Regions from separate parts of the Bombyx mori genome. Here region 1 is linked to region 2. Evidence: chromatin contacts called from public Hi-C data. All regions are on one chromosome and are shown on one strand. Each heading gives the region's core, a stretch centred on a gene start, on an enhancer-like site or on the middle of the called end of the contact. The rest is flanking DNA. Distances are from core to core; before and after follow the strand shown.

Region 1 (7,591 bases), core at 79-2,578, 42 kb before region 2:
TGTCTGAGCTAATGTCATCGAATGTCTTTAGGCTACAATAACTGTTTATGACAAGACAGGCTGTGATATCCTTTGTCTATATTAGCTAATGAGTGTTAAAAACAAAGCCCAATAAATAATTCAACACACCAAGATTGAACTACTTTACTAATAAGTTTATTATCAGTGTTCTATTTTGCATTACAACCGAGAAAGAATATAGACATCAAATCGAGATATAAAAGCGCTAACACGTAATTGTCAAAACCTCTTTCTCGTGCCATTGTTCAACACGCACTAACCCTTTTTTATATAATCAACTAACATAATTAAATCAAATCGAAAACATCTTACAAAATTAATCAGCAATATTTTAATTATGGTAAAGTTAAATTGAAATAAAAGTTAACGGAACGGAAAAATTTGTTCGAGCAAGCTATCGTTGTGAGAATGTTTCTGGAATTCCGCCCTCAGATTCTACAAGTCGCCGGTATGTTTCTGCCTAGTACTTTAATTAATCAACTAAGAACATTCAAAGTTATTCCTTTGGTGAGGCCAAATTACGTAACGGGTGCTTACATTTAGTGACAAAAACGATTTCGCACTATTGGCGGAAACCTGTCTGTTTTTGTGCTCTTGTTTATTCTCGCCAAATAGTATCTGTTTTGATATCGGAATCGCACTTCATTTGATACGGTTTTTCGGAGAATTTAATAATTGATAGACAGTTACAGAAAAATATTCCGAATTATTAGTTCACAGTGATCTTTTATTGTGCATCAAATCAAATCAAATCAAATCAAAAAAAAAAATTATTCAACATAAATGAAAGTATGTACATACTTGTTGAACGTCAAAAAGAACTACCGCCAATTCACAAAAACTAGCCTCCGTCCTGAGAAGAACTGGCAAGAAACTCAGCGGGCATCACAGTGGTTGCGTGTCCACTTCCACTAAAATTATTAAATTGCAATATGTTTTTGTATGTTATATAAAATTATGTCCTCAAGTGCTCATGGTAGGTAGCAAAAGCTAAATACAACCGATTTGATTTTTTAAGGCAGAATAAAACAAACCACGACTGTTATTATTAATTAAAACCGGATGTAATCAGTATCGAAAGTACAGTTAGAAATTTAAATTCTTAAATAAAATCAAGTCGTAATTAAAACTTAAGCACTGCCCTTAAAATATTATCAAATTTTATATAGGACATTAAACCTACTACAGAAAAATAAAAGCTTATTTATTTTTAACGCTCCACAATTCAATTCAACGCTCATTAGTCTGGACTCATAAATAGACGAACAAACATAAATAAATAAGTAAATAACGAATGATTAAGCCGTCAAAGCAGTTTTAATTATGTCTACGGCTCGCGATAACCGAAGAAGATAAAATAATGAGTTTGATTTTATTCAAATGCGCACACCCCTATTAGTTTAAAAACATTTTATTCCGAAACATACAAATTTTAATTAAGTTATTTATCCGTAACATATACCAGCAATCAAAATTTTAATTTTACTATTTAAATTTAATAAATTACAAATTTAACAATTACAATAAACGATACACGGTTCCAACATCACTATTGTATTCATATATTCTACCTCCAAAATTCAAGGGAAAGACAAAAACATTATTCCTTTAACAAAATTTACGAACAGATCCTCTGTGTTGTTTACGCGTTACATTAGAAAACGTATGGCTGGCTGTACAAACACACAAGTCGGGCACCAGAACCTTTGTCCTCACAAAGGTATTACGTAAAAGCTCACTTGATTGTGATTTTAATAATATTTCTCGGAAAATACGTTAAAATCGCTACTTTAAAGAGAAAAAAACGTGTGGCACTCGGGAACTTCCGCGGTATAGCTATTGCATAGCATTTTTTATCAACTTATGCAATTATAATGAGATAATTTGAGACATTGATAATTTAATATTAAAACAATAATGAAACAAGACCACGCTATATTAAACATTAATAAAAGCAAAACCTTAACTGTCCCCTTCACACTCATAAGCTAGACCGCGCGAGACAGAGATGGGCAGACTTTTCATGATGCGCATGCAGTGTGACGTCACGCCACGCGCTTATTCACAAACACTACACAAGCGCAACGTGTAAATGTGTTGAACGCGAGCTACATGGTAGGCGGAGTGAAGGGTGTAAGGTTTTTTTCGTTACGGAATTTCATGATTCAGTCGCCGCGCTCAAGGCCCGCGATAAAATCTATGCAATAGCTTAAAAATCTACATTTATTAGAGCAAGTCTTCTCTCTAGTGGGATGGTAGTGGGGTTGCTAATTTTATAATCGATATAGACAGTTTCATATCAAACAACCAAACCAAAGACAGAAACGGCGATTCAAAACCAAACAGCTATATTTTTATTTTTATACCGTAGAGTCCTCTTCTATATTCACAGCGTGTCTAGCACGTCTGTAACAACCTCCAATCGTTTTTTTTTGTCGGGTGGAAAGGGGTCCGAGAGATAAACTAAGATACTAGGGGAAATAGGAGGTAAGTTTTTATTATTTTTTTATTGCTTAGATGGGTGGATGAGCTCACAGCCCACCTGGTGTTAAGTGGTTACTGGAGCCCATAGACATCCACAACGTAAATGCGCCACCCACCTTGAGATACAAGTTCTAAGGTCTCAGTATAGCTACAACGGCTGCCCCACCCTTCAAACCGAAACGCATTACTGCTTCACGGCAGAAATAGGCAGGGTGGTGGTATACTACTACGGTGTATGGTGGAGAAAAATCAGGAATAGTTCCAGCTAACTGATATACCTCCATACCTGTAATTATCTCTGCAAAAACAAAACGTTCCAGTACCTTTCTCTCTTGTTTGTCAATGGATTCCCTACGATTTTTTTTGTTTATTAACCATTGAGAAGCTATAGTGTTGTCAATAAAAAAATATTGCAAACGGTAACTTTATTGCCACATTTATGAAAAAAATGTCGAAGAAAAAATTAAAGAGAAAATGTAACACATAAAATGAATCTAAATCATCAGCAGTTAAAGTCGAATTTCGATTACCAGTCATAAAAGATCTTAGAACCTAGGGTGGCGAGTCGTAGGTCATCTACCTATAAAAGCGAAAAAAAAAAACACCAAGTGTTTCAATACAAGTAACTTACACGACCGAAAGTTGTTCGATCTCTAATAAATCTCGATTCGTCTTTATTACGTTCGTAACTTCGTAACAAAACAAACTAAAAAAGGTTCGGCCAGTACGAATAACACTGAAACCTTTTCGCTTACATTGTAACCACAATTACCTAGGAAAGCAAAGTCTAGATTAAAACACGTCAAAACCCTCTAATACTAAACGTGTATTAGCTTAATGAAAATTTTTACCTGCCAAGTTGGTTCGACCGAGAATTTTGTTAATGAATACTAATAAATTCGTAACCTAAATATCACGCTGATTTCGCAAAAGTAAACAAAAATAATGAAACTTCTAAACATAACACGAACATTCTAGAAAAATTATATGAAATATTCAAATCAAGTATATAAAAAAATTTAAATTATATTTCAGGCAATTAAATGATCGATATTCTCTACGAAACTGATCCAATTGCTTTAACTCGGAACTTACTTATGGTGAGCTCACCTTTTATTGGTTGTTAAGTTTGTAGAATATGTAATTTTATTTCATTCATTCGTCAGTGTATCTCTTACAATAAGATTTTGACAAATTTATATATCAAATTTTGAAAACCAAGAAGTTTAAGTCGGATCAATACATTTATTCGAGATGTTCAAAAAAAAATACACGAATCGACCGATAATAGACATGTACTTTAGTGATCGCACCATTAATATTCAGAACGTCGTATGTCTTCTATATTGATATCGAATCGAATACGATCAAAAGAGAAAACGCTATGTATAGCATTTTAATAACAAGCCTCGTGTTTCCCATATTCAATTTTTTTTTACCTACCTATGCTGATAGCCTTGAGAGGCTATTTCAGCTTCTTGACGTATAGGTGAGCTCGCGGGGTTCAAACTGGCAGTGTTGCTAACACTGGCCCTAACAAGAGCAGTGCTTCGCAGGATCTACTACCGGATCGGAAACGCGACCCACTGAAAAGATCCGGCGAGAAACTCAGTGGGCTGTGTCTTTGGGTTGATTCACTCGTGGAGCCCTTCGTCACAAGCGACGGGTTCGACGAGGACGGTGACCGGATCCATATTAAAAATAATTCAAAGCCTTACCGCCTATATTTTAATAAGACACAGTCAAAGATTACGACGTCAAAATTTACTTACCCAGTAATGATTCGATACCAGCTGAGCAAACAATGTCTAGCTGTATGAACACACTTTATTGCGACCGCTGTAATGAGTTCTCGACTAATAAACAATGGAACGACGTTGTATAAATTAAGTTCTAACATTACGTTAAGGGAATGATTTTTAATAAACTGCAGAAGCTATACCAAGTTTTATATGTACCTATTATAGATGATGGCAGTGGAGCGTATCAAGAGGTGGTACTTGTTTTTATAGATAAACCCCAATAATTCCTATCATATCGATTTACCAATGAACGCTCTCGATACCTGATGCGTTTAAAAGTATAGGCCCCCAAAAGCAATGAAGACAATTCTATTTAAAAACATTCCTTCCACGATAGTATGAAATGATTTTTTTATGACACGCAATGTAACACAGATACAAATCAGCTGACTAGCAAAGCCAATTTTGCCACGCTACGCAGGTTCACACAACACAAGTTACAAAAACGACAGATATATCTTAACTTAATAGACGAATCATTTTGATGTAAGAAGAATATAACATCTTCAGACATAATATTTACCAATTTATTTGATACAAAAACTATCATACCTTTTAAGCACCAACACATGACTGGTTGGCGCTAAAACTAAATATTGTTACCAGCCGCCAATATTATTTATTACTTTGGATAAAATGTGCGTCGTGTAGATTTAAGGGCTGTCGTCACTACGAGTACAGTGAATTGATTTATTTTGACAAGTTGTTACGAATAAAGTCAAAGAAAGTATTGCAAAAATAGGTCACGAGATCTAACTATATTGACAACGGACATTCATTGCCGTAGAAACTATCTCATCTAAACTCGTTAAAAAACCATAAAATCCGTGGTAAAATTTATCTACACACCGTATTCTTAGCGAAAGTGAAAACGATGATGGCTGACTAAAAGCTCAAAAATAACAATGGAAACAGAAATATAATTTTAAATCCCCATAAAATAGTTATCTACATAACTTAGTTTACATAATTCGAAGCTTTCGAGTAAAAATTTTTTTTTTGCTTTAAACATTTCCTGAAATTACTCAACTAACAAGCTTTACCAAGAACTGAAATTTACTTCAAGTAAATACCTTGTTGTTGTTATCGTTAATGTTTTAACCACTAAGCCTCAATATTCTAAGTAAAACAATTTAAATGATCTTTGAATAAGCCACGCGAACAGAGGCAATGAGCAAGTGAATGTGAAAAATAAGACCACCTAAAATAGAATATTAATTACGCTAAAGCAGTTTACTAAGTTTTATTTATCATGGAAAAGGGTTTGTTCAACTCGTGTCCTGAACTAATATAATCTAATTTAAAACTGGTCAATTTTATTTAATATAGGTATCGGTCTTTTAGTGGTTTCCTAATATAAAATAGTCGTTCGAAGTAACTCGATAAAATAGTTATCTACATAACTTAGTTTACATAATTCGAAGCTTTCGAGTAAAAATTTTTTTTTTGCTTTAAACATTTCCTGAAATTACTCAACTAACAAGCTTTACCAAGAACTGAAATTTACTTCAAGTAAATACCTTGTTGTTGTTATCGTTAATGTTTTAACCACTAAGCCTCAATATTCTAAGTAAAACAATTTAAATGATCTTTGAATAAGCCACGCGAACAGAGGCAATGAGCAAGTGAATGTGAAAAATAAGACCACCTAAAATAGAATATTAATTACGCTAAAGCAGTTTACTAAGTTTTATTTATCATGGAAAAGGGTTTGTTCAACTCGTGTCCTGAACTAATATAATCTAATTTAAAACTGGTCAATTTTATTTAATATAGGTATCGGTCTTTTAGTGGTTTCCTAATATAAAATAGTCGTTCGAAGTAACTAAGCTCCACCACGACTGTATTACAAAAAAATTAAAATGTCTTGCTTTCGTCTAACAAGTCTTTATTAGTAAGCACAGGGAGTCAACTTAATGGAATTTGAATAGGTATGTACTTTATTCTTAATAAGAAAGATTTTTTTTTATAACATTGACATTTTGTGAAGGATTTTGTCAGAGGAAGTGTGAAAGTAACCCCGGTAATTAACAAATGAAAGAGTGGACGGTTAGGGTGTTATGGACATGTGATGCGTAGATAGAAGATGCATGTGACTAGGAGATGTATGGAAATGGTAGTGCAAGGTAGAGGGGGAAGAGGTTGACCGAAGAAGACATGGATGTAGTGTGCGAATAACGAGAGAGAGAGAGAGCAGTGAGAGTGTTGAGATGACGGCTGATAGAACCCCACCTAAGGTAGAGAAAAAGGAGAAGAATTTTGAATTTTATATTTATGAAGTTTCTTTGATATTATTGAACTTTTTGTTTTTCGGGGCCGGCGGCCAAATCTCCTACGAGGTCCACGCGCCTATGGGACGAGCGGTGTATGGGAATTGATGGTCTGCAGATGTTGAGAGTAGACCGCGGGCCCAAGGATGTATTGTTAAAATATGTCCAAATTATATTATTTAACCTGTTGTACTCATAGTATTTGTTTTTACCGAATAAAGTAAAACAATCTAATGTGTACCGTGGAATGTCAGGAATAAAACCATTTTATTTAAAAAAAATGGGTCAAGTTACTTCGCTTTATATATTTTGCATTGTCAATCAATTTCGAATACTATCTAGTGAGAGAAAATCGCACAACGCATACAAATTTTGAAGTCGAAGGGTTAATTGTGTATGGAACTCTTACAAAGTACACCGGCTTCATGCTTGCCTCTCATTACACCAGAAGATTATTCATGAGTGCTCACGGACGTAGCCTGTTACTGAAGTTTTGACTTTGTTAATGGGTGCACTTGCGTTTTGATCCTCCTGCTAAATAATCTGGGAGCGCAAACGAATAGAAAACTAATTAAGGGTAAATATTTATTATGCGTGATTTGTTTGTTTCAAAACTATTTTGATTTGAAAATTAAGTTTTACGTGTTCAATTCAAATTCGAGTTTGTGTCATACAAAAATAGCATATATTATATACTAGAGGTCCCGCAATAGTCGAAATTCAACTATAATTAATTGGAATTGTAAGTTTGTACACTATTATGATTGTATTTTATACTTCTATAATCACAAATTTCGCCAAGACTACACTATAAAAAATATTAACAAAGACAAACAATATTTAATCTCAATTTGACAACAGACGTCAAGAACAAAAGTTTGACAATAAATAGTATGAATGCGTGTGTGCGTCAAATACATGGTATGTAGTGTGTGTAATGTTTTCTTTATTGATTTAATGTATCTTAGAAGCATTATTTGAAAAACAATATTAGCATTGTGCACTTCTTCTCTA
Region 2 (7,370 bases), core at 3,913-6,412:
TATCCCTTAAATCACGATAACATAAATAACATTGTACTTTGTAAGACTGAAAGGCAATGTACCCACGTCCGTACTATAAACTTTGTAAAAATGGTAAGTAAACTTAACTAGTAGATTTCATTTATTGTAGACCAATGACAAGAAGACTGTCTGGACACCGACGTGGTAAACAGTAATTGGTCAATTATTAAGTACTTTCCTTACACTTCGTTTGAAAAATTATATGTTGTAGACCTATGGAAACACCGTGCAACGTGGTGCATTTTAAAATTATTCTAAACTTTTAAACTCTTGCGGTTATCTGCATTACATACGCTATTATTTAACAGGTTTTTACACGATTATCACGTTTAATTTAAAATTTAGTAAGAAACAATGCATTCTCAAAATTTTCGGAAAAACTCAGCTCCAGTTCTAACTAGACTAAAAAGAGGGTACATAGTTTTGTCAGCTACTACCCGCAGTCTTTAGTTCACACGTGATAGCGGTGCTTGCCACGCGAAATATCGGGACTCGAATTCGTTAAAAATGAAAATTGTTGTAAGGTAAATCTTGTTTAATAATAGTGTACATAGCGATGTATCTACTCGTATATTAATGGAAATTTTGTATATAAAATGGTGAAAATTGGAACAAGAGCTGAGGGAGTTAATTCCAGCGCTTGATAGTAGTACTAGGAGTAATGACCTGTGGTAACGAGTTAGGTGAGAGCATTTTAATAATAGCATAGTGTTTTCCTCTTTTTTTTTTAATAATTAAAACTATTTTTGTCTCGCGTTTTTATTGTCCTTATTTCTGACGTTACGAATACTTTAAGAGTTCTTGTGGTCACAGACGATTGTCGGATACGGATTATAAGCTGTCAGACAATACGAGTATGCATCCCTCGCCTTCGCCAACTACTGCTATAGATACAGTTTTTTTTTCGTTACCTTTTTGCTGGTAGCGAGAGAGACGATTCCAGCTACACAAAGTATGTCATTTATTTTCGTGATCAATAATATTTTTTTCGAATTCGGAAATTCTTATCTGAATAGCTGGTGGAGGGTTGTATTGTGAGTCTGTACGGGTGAGTCCAATCGTCCTCCATATATCTGCCAGGATTAATGTAATGTGATTGCGTAAATCTTATTACTCAAACTACACAAACGGACTTTACGTCGTGGTGTCTTTAGGCCATAAACTCAGTTTATCACAAGACAGCTTGAGATATCCTTTGTCTATCTTAGCCAACAAGATTGTTAAAAACAAAGCCCAATAAATAATTCGGCACGATCGATTCTCAAACGAACCCTCAAGGGCACGACATAATATTAAAGACAGGTTAGTTCCAATCGACTTGGCCGCGAAAATAGCAATCCTTTGATGTAAGCCTCTCGAGAGTCAGTCGTTTTGAAGGAGACAAGTGCTATCGCGTTTGCGCTTGAAGGGTTGCCGGTCCTTGACACACACTCGGAAAAGGAACAATTGACATGTGAATGAAGAAATATGATGAGAGACCGTTTAACGTTTAACACACGTGTGGAAAGATCCCATTCACTGCTATGGATTTTCAAAATTTTTGATTGATCAAATGGGATAAGACCTCGGATATTTTGTTCCTCGGCTTTTTTCCTACCTATTCGCTGGTAGCCTAAGGGCCTATTCCAGAAACGTGCTGGGAATTTGGTAACAATGGTCCTGGAAAGAGCAGTACTTCGCAGAATCTACCACCGGATTGGAATCGCGGCCCACTGGGAAGATCCGACAAGGAATTCAATGGGTTAATTTTGCTGTTAAGGGTAGGCAACGTGAATGTGACGCGAGGTAGGAATCTCAGTTACATTCTACATTTACGGTTGTCCTAAATTACAAACATGAACAAACGAGTATGGCGGCAAAAAAAAAACTGACTGGGCGGTGGTTCCTATCCTTGCGGGTTCATAATACAACCCTACGACAATTAAAATAAAGTTTAGTTTTGTCTTCATTATCATCAGTCAGCATAGTCATACACTATACGGCCAAACATGTCTCTCGTATACTAAGCATTATTGTCATAATTTTCCCAGGCGTTTAATAAAAACTGTTGTGAAAATTTGTTCGAGTTCAAGGTATAAATAATAGTCTCGACCTCGTGCTACTTTACTTAGTGCATTACCACCCACAGCGATCTTATGACTTAGCCGGGTTTCTACCAGGATAATCAAGGCGACTTTACGTCTTAACGGGAATCCGTCGCGAGGGTCAATCGTTGCTATTATTGAAGAATTTAATTATATAAAATTCATATTATAATATCAATATACTCGAATAGAATACGAATTATTCTTCTTATTAATAAATTATTCTAATGAATTCGAAAATAAATCGAATAGAATAAACTCATTTTGTTGAAAAATAGTAAAATGAGTCGTCTATTATCAAAGGCGGCAATCTGTGCATTTGGACAACAAAATTTTATTGATATGTCAATACAGATTTATTTGAATATAATGGTCTCCTTCAAAGAATACGGTTCAAAACCTGCATTAAATAAAGGTTAATAGTTAACCTGTTATTTATCTAAGATGTCGTTCCGAAGAGTTTTGTGACTGCCGATGGAATACAAAGTCAATAATTCGTTTTTCTGATTTACCAATCATTGTCCAAAAGTCAGATTGCCGCCTTTGATAATAGTCGACTCAAATATAGATTTTCACAAAATTGGCTTTCGGAAATTTCGTAATTATAGAACGTCGAATAAGTTGTAATATTATTACTGTTCTAATTACGTGACAACCCTAAGCGAAATTGAGTTTTATTTAGTTATTGTTAACATATATGAATATAGGTACTAGAACCAGATGATGACCGTTTTTTTTTTGATAACGCCATCTTGTTGTGTCTTTAAAGCGGTTAGTTGCCCTAAATTAAGAAAAATAATATTATTATTCGCCAATAGATGTCGGGAAGAGTTGATTATTGAAAACACGAATAAAACAACATTTTCTGAAAATTAATCGTAGCTAGATCGATTTATCGCCCCCGAAATCCCCTATATACTAAATTTTATGAAAATCGTTGGAGCCGTTTCCGAGATTCAGATTATATACATATGTATATATTAATATACAAGAATTGCTCGTTTAAAGGTATAAGATTAACTTAGAGGATAGGTATGGGTATAGGACAAGTATCGCCTGCGTTAAAAAACAGAATTAAAAAAATACGAAATATTTTTCTTCTTCGAATAAGCCTTTTTTTTAAAGTTGGGGAATCCGTTTACGGTTACCCGGTCAACGGAGGTAACAGACCGGGTTATGTCGGACTCCGTCTTCGAATAAGCCTACGTTATTTTTCAATTTAAAAGTCAAATCCTTGAAAACAATCATTTCAATCCGTTGCTCCATTGCTGCGTGAAAGATACCAAGGAAAACATTTTATTTTTTATGATATTGCTTCTCATATTATGTTTTGAAAATTCTACAGCAGTTTGGTGAATAATGCTTAATTCAAATATGTAGATTTTGCAAACGCGTGGCGGATTCTTCTGTAAGTATATTTTAAATTATTCGCGTGTTTTGTTAGAATGAATATTCGCGTGCAGATCGACCTTCATACCCATGAAGCGTGGAATCTTTCAAAATTACACGAAAAGAAAAATGCTACAGTGCAATCGAAACTTCTCGTTCACTGCAGGTCACTTAAGAAATTAATGTAAGTAGTAAACGGTATTTTCTCCGGTTTTCGTGGGTCGTAGACATAATAAAAACTACTTTTACGGTTTAATCTCGTGTTTATTTTTCTAGCTACCCTCAAATTTTCTGTCTATCTATCTAACAAAATTTGACGGTAGTCACCAATCCGGGACCACGAATACTGAAAATATTTGAAACGTCGGGAAGAAAAGTCCCAAGATTAAATCGTAAAAGCGGATCGAATTATTAATCCAATACATATTTTGAAACTATATTTTAAAGACTAGTGTCGAACCACGCCTATATTAGAGAAGCATCGATCGATATCACGTCCCTGATCTGGAATCAACGATTATATTATTCCCATCTGCATGTTAACATTACAATATTATGTAGTCGTTTACTCGTCTATAAGTTTCAATAGCAATCTCAGCAAACAAGCTACAGCGCGTCTAGTGCAACTAAAACCCAATGCAACAAACTAATTAATTTTAAACTAACTACCATTAGTTAGCTAACATAACGAAATTCATAACAGAAAACAAATGCTATGATCAGATCACAAGGTTCACCCTTAACGTTCGCGTCCTCAAAACTCCATAATTTAATCAACAACTTGTTTCAAACTATAACGATGAAGCATTCGTTAGTTGGTATAACTTTTAAGGAAACAACGCTGCACATTTTAATTAGGAGATAACATCAATTAACCGCACACTTTCGCCCAAGACAGTTTAGTGCTGCGTGTAAATTTTGTTCACAGTGAATTCACTTATAACAAATCGTACGGTAGTATGTACATTTTTAATCCTAATAAAAAACGACATTTTCGCCTTTTAATACACACATAATGCAAGGAAACTGTAAAGTGATCAAAAATTCACAGTATACCCCCGACTGATCCACTCGCTTCGTATGGAAACTAGTTCGAAGCTCAACTTAACTGTTATGATGCCCTGGTATAACGTTTCGGAACTAACATGTAAGTATCGCGAGTCAACGTGGAAACTTTACCTGTACGGCACGAATAAACAATCTTGTTCCATAAGGCACTCTAAGACTTCACGTAATAATTTAGATGCCTGGGGGACTGTTCTTGTATTTGGAGTTGCGAAATTTCAAAAGCCTAAATTCTGTATTCCTGTTTGAATATCTTAACGTTTGGTCTACATGATGTTTTGAAATGTATAGGCCAATTTGCCAAATTGTTTGACATAGAATATCAAACAATAACATTTCTTTGTTGTGCATTATATTTATGGGCCTTTGAGCGATCATCGGAATCAATGAGCATCACAACGTGAATGCAGTCTAATATCTTGAGACATTAGGTCGCAATTGCATGGTTCCTACAAGGCTCTACAAAGCCTTTCTAATCCTTCCAACTTAAACGCATGATTGGTTCGCGGCAGACATGAGAATGACGATATTACCCACACATAAGAACCATTATAAGCACTATCACTAATTAATACGGTCGCAATATGCTGTGATACTCTGAGAACAGTCGTCTAATACAACACCGACGTGACACGATAAGTCACCACATAGCGAAGTCTCTAATCGAGCAACAGGTTGTCTAGATAAGTAGCTCCTCAATATTTTAAGGCGCCAATTGTATTCCCAAAATACGTAAACTTTAACTAACACTGTAATTTATTATTGATTTCTCCACTATTTAATGGATGTTATACATATAAACCTTCCACTTCAATCACTCTATCTATAAAAAAAAACGCATCAAAATCGGTTGCGTAGTTTTAAAGATTTAAGCATACATAGGGACAGATATAGGGACAGAGAAAGCGACTTTGTTTTATACTATGTAGTGATATATTAAACGGACTTTCGAATCTTGATCAAGTACATTATTAATCGCTAGAAAAAAAACCTATCTTTGAAGCTTTTACCCCGAATATCTCATTTATATAGCCTCTAAATTCTCTACTTGTACCAGAATGTGGTACCACCAGCAACATGATTTAAATTATTCATACTATCGACAAGACTAAGGTGTAGACTCCAGAATGCTGAGAAGTCTTGAGATCCATCACTCTATATGTACACATAATTTCAATAATTTATAACACTCTTTTATAAGTCACACGTATATCTACATGAAATTATATATTTGTACGTGTCATGACGTAACGATCGCTGCATATTATCGCGTATTTAATATCGTAGATGAAATCTTATAATTTCTATGCAAATTCTAGGAAATTCACTGTGCATTGAAATAGATGGAGGGTTTTCAAGCGGAAATACACGAACCGTAATTTGATTTAATTACTCCACAATATTGTATCCGGCAATAAAATGAACGACTTTCGAATATTCCTTATCGATTTATTGTTTTCGAACGTATTGCCGTTCGAGAACAATGTCACCTTCGTGTCAGGTATAAAAAAATGTAAGGCTGATACATAATAAAAAAAATCTATAGTATTAATTGATTGCGAAACGAAATTTTCAAGCACGCATTAGATGATTCCAAGATAATTAGCCATTTTAATGTAACGTGATACCGCAAAAGAATTTCGTAAGGTATTTTAACGATGTCAAACTCGTCGACTTTCAACGAACGAAATTCACAGCTATTAGATTCACGATATAATGTAATATAATAGCTTCGTTTAATATAAATACATTCGTACAAATCCAATCGTGTTTACCGAATTGAAACAAACAACTCAGCTACTCAAAATCAACAAGTTTGTGAAACTCATGGAATTGAATGAATTAATTTCTAACAAACGAAATTATGTACTACCCACAGACGAGTTACAAAAACTTTCGACCACGCTTCTGCATTGTTTTTTTTTATTGCTTAGATGTATGGACGAGCTCACAGTCTACATGGTGTTAAGTGGTTACTGGAGCCCATAGACATCTACAACGTAAATGCGCCATCCACCTTGAGATATAAGTTCGAAGGTCTCAAGTATAGTTACAACGCCTGTCCCACCCTTCAAACCGAAACGCATTACTGCTTCACGGCAGGAATAGGCAGGGTGATGGTGGTATCTAGCCGTGCGGACTCACAAGAGGTCCTACCACCCCTCTGCCCCAACTTGAAGTCCCCGCCCTCTCAGCGGGGGTGCTTTCTCTGATGCAAACGGATTAAAGATGAAATTGATGATGAATGATTGGTTCACGAAATAGTGACGTGGTTCCTATTCAGTCCTTGATCCTGTTAATACTGTCAACGCACTATTTCTACTACTCAAAACGCTGAAGATACATCCATACGATATAGAATGGGTGAAATATTAAAAGTCCTCATCAAATATCAAGGTGATTTCGGTTGGCAAATCGATAGTGGTCTATCGCGTCAATAGCATTGTGTAACCGATACGCGAGTTCGGTTCATGGTCGAGGTGCTGATCTAAAATAGACAAAAGGGCAAACCTATGAAATGTGGTGATTGAATAGTGTCAAATGGCTTTATTTCGATTTCAATACGTGATGTGACCGTATTGCTAATTTTGTTTGCATTGACATAATTATGTGTATAGTTTACGTTGAAGATTTTATGGTGGTCTGTATTGGTTTTAGTCCTAACGAGCATCAACTAATAATGAATGCAATAGTAAGTGTATGTGTTTAAAGCATAGGCGGACCCTAAGCAAGTCTGTGTAAGGATATTCCTGGGACAATTATTGGTTTCCTGTGCTAAATAAATACCTTAAATAATTTAGATTTAAAAAA

What was found. A called contact is a pair of places that touch in the nucleus more often than the background predicts.
Region 1: a Hi-C map of midgut shows a contact between it and region 2, with 1.4 times the contacts expected there. The contact joins two enhancer-like sites. A contact is called at or near these places in 4 of 7 Hi-C or Micro-C datasets (middle silk gland, midgut, an unstated tissue and 1 more).

What each region holds. Positions count from the first base shown.
Region 1 is chr11:9,636,013-9,643,603 of ASM3026992v2, reverse strand. All of the region lies in intron 4 of LOC101741882 (supervillin), which reads right to left. Among protein-coding and RNA genes, the nearest start is that of LOC134199680, 87 kb to the right of the region's middle. Within about 2 kb of position 1,328, at least 1 of the 8 cell types and tissues checked has open chromatin away from gene starts, as enhancers often do.
Region 2 is chr11:9,597,738-9,605,107 of ASM3026992v2, reverse strand. All of the region lies in intron 4 of LOC101741882 (supervillin), which reads right to left. Among protein-coding and RNA genes, the nearest start is that of LOC134199680, 49 kb to the right of the region's middle. Within about 2 kb of position 5,162, at least 2 of the 8 cell types and tissues checked have open chromatin away from gene starts, as enhancers often do.